Regions from separate parts of the Gossypium hirsutum genome. Here region 1 is linked to region 2. Evidence: chromatin contacts called from public Hi-C data. All regions are on one chromosome and are shown on one strand. The core of a region is the stretch at or near the end of the contact, and the rest is flanking DNA. Distances in the headings are between cores, read along the strand shown. Region 1 holds the start of LOC121225433 (probable aldo-keto reductase 1). Region 2 holds the start of LOC107920363 (rubisco accumulation factor 1.1, chloroplastic).

Region 1 (2,755 bases), core at 101-2,600, 790 kb before region 2:
TAACCTGCAAAGAGGAACAATCTCATCCTCAATATCACGAGTCCAGAGCGACCACTCCATTTGGACTGCTGTGATCGGATGAACAGCATGTGCTCTCCGTATTGTATCGGGACTGGATTCAGATAATCCGATGTATTTGACTTTTCCCTCTTCAACCAGTTTCTTAAGTTCACCCATCTGCATTTTTAACAACAATGTGGTTTTAATAAAATAAAGTAGATCAGTTCCTCAACCACATAGCACAAGGAAAGAAGAGATTTACTCACGGTTTCTTCTATAGGTACCGACGTGTCCACCCGATGCTGATAATAGAGATCGATGTAATCGACATCGAGACGCTTCAAGCTCGCCTCGCAGCACGACCGGACATACTCAGGACTACCTTTCACGATCATACCAGTAGGTGCCATCCCTGCAATACCGAACTTGGTGGCTAGTTGAATTTTTTCTCTTGGTAATTGTTTCAAGGCCTGAAAGTGGTATAAACTTGTCTTTAGTTCGCATTTATGTAAACTACAGCTTCTTGATTATGTTATATTACATTTTATAAACAATCAGAAACAAAACTGACCTTGCCAACCAAAACTTCATTGGTATGCGCTCCGTAAACATCAGCCGTGTCAAAGAAAGTGATTCCTTTAGCAAAGGCGTGATTAATGATTGATATGATTTCATCCTCAGAGAGAGAGGTGAGTTGTAGATTCCAGTTAAACCCATGCATCCAAAACCCAACTTGGAAACCTGTTTAAAGAAAAGAAAAAAAAATGTCCCAGTTCGTGTAACAACATAGAGGTCTCAAAACATCTTGATTGGACCCATGATTTGTGTCACAGTTAGTCATTAAGTTTGGGAAATTTGGTTCATTCAGTTACGGCATCCAACAGATCTAAATCGGAATACTAATATTTGCAACACTAACTACCACTTCCACCATATCATTAGAAAAAAACCTACTTTTGATAAAGCCAACGGCTTTCAAATAAAACCCATTCGATAAAAATCAGTAATTTCTCAAATCTGCATTACACGGTTTGCTTATGAGTGCCAGAAAGTTGAAAACTTTTGACAAGTATTACAACATATATAAGATTGGGTTTTAATCCAACAAACTGAAATGAGAAAAATAAAAATAAAGAAAACCATACCTCAAGTCCTTGGGTGCCCAGTTTGACTGTGGGGATTTGTAACAAGTAATCTGGTTGCGCCATGTCTGAATAATCTCTGCTCCAACTTCTGTGTTCTGTTTTTGTTATTAAAAAGTGAAATTGGTTGGGAATGGAAGTAGTTGAGTTAAGAGGTAGCTGTGGGATGATTGAAATTGAAGAGAAAATGGCACTGTCTCTAACCGAACGTCAAAACGTTGTCCAATTGTAGCTTCCTACTTGGCAGTTACATTTTTTATTTTTCACTCGAAAGAAAAAAGAAAAGAAAGGAGAAATTATTGCACCAGCCGGGAATCGAACCCGGGTCTGTACCGTGGCAGGGTACTATTGTACCACTAGACCATTGGTGCATCCTGCTAGCCAAAGACTAATCTAATTTAATAATCGATTTTAGATCTTGTTTTGTATACATATGAGTAGCTATACTTAAATTTAGCCTTTATCATTTACATATTTTGTTAATTTGGTCATTACTATTTTTTAAAGTTAAATTTAGCCCACAACCCTTTAATAGAGTAAAAATTAATCATTAACGTTTTAAAATGAGTCTAATTATTATTTTTAATTGAAATACTAATTGAAAAGTTAAATTCTTAAACATGACAGTTCACATGGCAATCTATGTGTATTTCATGCTATTTTTTTAAATTTTTATGAACTTTATTTTAAATTTTAAATTTTAAATGTTTCTATAATTTTAAAATTATTTATTGACGTAATATATAAGGCAAATAGTGTTATATCAATATGAAGTATTGGTGAATTGTTACGCTAGTTACCACTCAACATCGTTAAGAAATTAATATTTTAATATAAATTTTTGTTAAAAAGAAAAGTTTAGATGTTTTTGGAAATCAATGATAGATTTAGATAAAAATCAAATTAATAAAAATGATGTAACGGAATACTATTTACTCAGGGTAAGCTCAAAGTAATAGATATAAAAGAAAATCTGAGAAAGGTGGCCGACATTGAGGTTTTATTTATATTTTGTTAAACTGTACCCATTGTGTTTGTGTTTTGAGTTTAATATGATACATAATAACTTGGTTAATGTTTGGGAACTTATATTTTGCTATATAGATTTAGATTTCAAAAGTGTAGATGGAATAGTAAATTTTTAAAATATAATAAATTTTTAGATAATTATTAGTAATAATTTTAGATTTAATAAATTCATGTTTTTATACCTTTCAAATATATATTATACTAATTTGTACATTTGCACAATGTATAGTTATTTTTATATGTTAATTATAAATTCATTAATGTTTTGAAATTTTAATTTAATTGAAAAAGAATTTTAAAAATATTTAATTAATTTAGAATCAGAATATTTAACGTTAAAACAATATAACAATTCATCATAGTTTGAATATTAATTTATTATATTTTAAATATTATTTTGATAGGTTATTTATTATATATATTTATATTAATTTAGTTTATTGTTAATTTGTTTTAAGAATGATTATTTACATTAAACATCAATTCATTGAAGTAATCACCTTAAATAAAGAGATAAGTAAGTGATAAAGTAACTACTTACCTATCCATTTTATTTAATATTTTTTTGTTTGAAATTTTTGTAT
Region 2 (3,092 bases), core at 8-2,507:
TTTCTATTCCGATCCATAACCACCAAAATAGCCTCTTCCTTATACCACCTGTTTGACTTCCATGGTATAACTCTGGCATCACTGAATGCCACTACAACTCCTCCATGCCTTAACCCCGCAAGCGGTTCCCAACTTGGCAAAACCACCCACCTCTTCCATCCTTTCTCAGCCTCCACCACACCAAAATCCCCTCCACTTCTATATTCCAAAGGTGCTTCCAAAAGCTCCTTGGTATCCTCCTCCGCCATACAAACAGGCAAAACTACCACACGAGTAGCCTCAGCAACTTCACCAAACTGCATCCTAACAACTGGAACTCGAACCCTATATTCCAAATCATCATCTTTCTCTGGTTTTTCGTCTTCCCCACCTTCCAACTCTTCTGAAACCTCTTTTTTAGCACTCTCAGACTCAGCCACTTGCAATGCTTGCATTAAAGCAGCTGTTCTTTGTTCAGAAGGATTTCTATGTTCCCTACTTAGCCTATAATACATAAATGACAAACAATCCCCTGGAAGCCCATATTCAAAACTTTTCCAACCTTTATCCATTTTCCTTCTTGGGAAATCCTTCATAGCTCTAGCCAAATCTTGTGCACCTTTAGCATCCAAACCATTTTCAACTATATATCGAACAGCTTCAGCCCTTTGGGAAGCACTTAAAAGCCTTATCTCATAAAGCAATTCAGCACCACCAGTATCAAAAAACGACATAACATCTTCATCAGTTTTGGATTGAATAAGAGATTCTCTTACCTGGGAAGCAACTATCAGTCTATTTTGCTCAACCCCAGTGATCCCAGTTATTTCTTCTATTGAAGGAGGTGAGAAACCTTCCTGGTAAAGAGAAGGGATAAGTGGCGCATATTCAAACCAAAGGCCATTCCGGTTGGCTAAGACATCTAAGCGACCTTGAGCGTCAAGTGACCGGAATTTAGGAGGGAGTGGAGATGGAGGTGGCCTAAAAGGTTGATAAAGTTGTTGCTGTTGAGGCGGAGGAGTGGAGGGGATCAGAGTAGCTGAGATGGGTTTTAAGAGGGTTTTTGAAGGTGAGAAAGGAAGATGAAAGGATAAAAGAGATGGGCTTTGGATTGAAAAAGAAGAAAAGAAGGGAATTTTGGGATTGGTGATGGGGTTCAAAGAGGTTGAAGAGAGCATGGTTAGAGAATTAATGAAGGTAGAATATTTGCAGAGAGGAATGGAGGTCAGCTTTGAAGCCTGCAAGGTTTGCCTTATCTATTCTAACAACTGAAAAATATCTATGTAAAAGAGTACATTATGGGCTTAAGACCGTTAGAGCTTCAAATAGCCCATTTGGTAGGTAGTTTATGGATAAACTCAACTAGTCCACCATGTTAAATAGTGGGGGAATTAAGTTGGATTGAGCAGGGTTGGATTTTAATTCTTCGATGCTTACTTACTGCTCACATTTTCATAATTTTCTGCTAGCCTTTTCCCTACTGATGTAAGCATTTGACGCCACCCCCACGTTAATTCGATACCACAATGAAAATTATAATCAGATAATAAATATTATGAGAGGAATTTGAAATGTGAAAAGAGTTGTAAAAGTGACAATATGTTTGTTATACATGAGTAGTCATCGATCCAAGTCTTAGAAAGGATTCGAGTCTCCAACCTATGACTTAGATAAGTCCCGCCAGAAGATCAAGTGCGAGGCGAACCACGAGAGGACAACAAAGCAAGCTTGCGGACCCAGCTCACAAAGCAGAGCCAAGGACCTAGCTTGCAAGGCAAGGCCGAAGATCTAGCTTGCAGGAACTTAAGGAAGGCCATGATCTCGGCTCGCATACATCCAATGAGCTTGCAGAAAGGATCACGTGCTCCTCAGGCCACCTAGACATGTGTCCAGTAGGCGTGGAGTCCGCCCAGAGACGAAAAGGACCGTGTGCTACATAGACACGTGCCCAACAGAATGTCAATACTAGAGGCGGCAGAGTCAATACAAAATAGTGGGGCCATCATGAGCTGTATTAACATCCGTAACAACATGTATAAATACCCGAACACTCCTATCAATAAGACACGAGAAAATATTACTCAACAATTGGTGCAGTGAACGCGGACAGACTTCTGATCATCAGATTTTTTTGAGTTTGATTAAGTGTTCTTCAGTTTTCGAAGCAAATGGCTCACCTAAGTGAAAATTTCCCTTTCAAATCTTCATCAAGACAAGCCAGAGCATCAGGCTCTAATGACCAGCACAACGAAACAAACTTATTTGTCGGGTGGTTTGCTGATAGACTAGAAAATCTCAACAATATGGTCTATCGGAGAACTTCTGGCCCTTTGGACTTGAATATCTCTATTGGTCAGGGGTTGCCACTCCTTTTCAACCAACAAGCACCCTCGTAGCAGTTCCTAGACCTTCAAGAGCAAATGAGTTTATGAGGGAATATAAGGCCGCTCAGGAGGCGCGGTTCGAACAACAACTAGCTCTTCAATAGGAGCTGCTGGAACGACGGAAATGTGCAACTGTACACAATCGCAACAAGTAATAAAGTGACAAGTAAATGTCGAGTCATCATACCCACAATGACTGTGAAAAGAATTATTTATGAATGAAATTGAAAACACTTTGGTGGAGAAAAATATTTTGATTTGAAGAGGTGATTAAAAACTAGGATTTTAACTAAGTTAAATAAATAAATAAAAAGAAAATAAAAGTGTCAATGCATGATTTCAAAAGATGATTTTAATCAAGATGACATAATTGTGTTAGATTAATTACATTTCTTAACTTAGAATTATTAAACTCATGTTCATGTTGTTACGATTAAATTCACGACAACTCGATAATTTGCTAACTTATGAACACACTTACCTACCAAAATTCATTTATCTCTTGACTATATCTCTACGTCAATTCAACCGATTAAACAAATTTTAATTAGCAAATGTGTTGCACATACATACTTATGAAATTAAAATAATCTCTTGTACATATCTTTATGTCAATTCAAACAATTAATTCAATCTCATAAGCACATAAAAGATTACGTGAGGTAACAATGTATTTCTACCTTGAAACAGTTTAATCACAATAATCTTGCAAGTTATGCAATGCTAATG

What was found. Hi-C and Micro-C count contacts between places; a contact is called where the count stands out from the background.
Region 1: a Hi-C map of leaf shows a contact between it and region 2, with 1.9 times the contacts expected there. The contact joins the promoter of LOC121225433 here to the promoter of LOC107920363 in region 2. A contact is called at or near these places in 2 of 34 Hi-C or Micro-C datasets (hypocotyl and leaf).

The regions. Positions count from the first base shown.
Region 1 is chrD13:36,254,373-36,257,127 of Gossypium_hirsutum_v2.1, reverse strand. It overlaps LOC121225433 (probable aldo-keto reductase 1), which reads right to left and starts at 1,350. Exons shown (of 8, transcript XM_041109728.1): 1 at 1,146-1,350; 2 at 688-741; 3 at 572-685; 4 at 267-470; 5 at 5-177. The coding sequence starts at 1,208.
Region 2 is chrD13:35,468,789-35,471,880 of Gossypium_hirsutum_v2.1, reverse strand. LOC107920363 (rubisco accumulation factor 1.1, chloroplastic) reads right to left here and starts at 1,257. Exons shown (of 1, transcript XM_016850042.2): 1 at 1-1,257. The coding sequence starts at 1,157.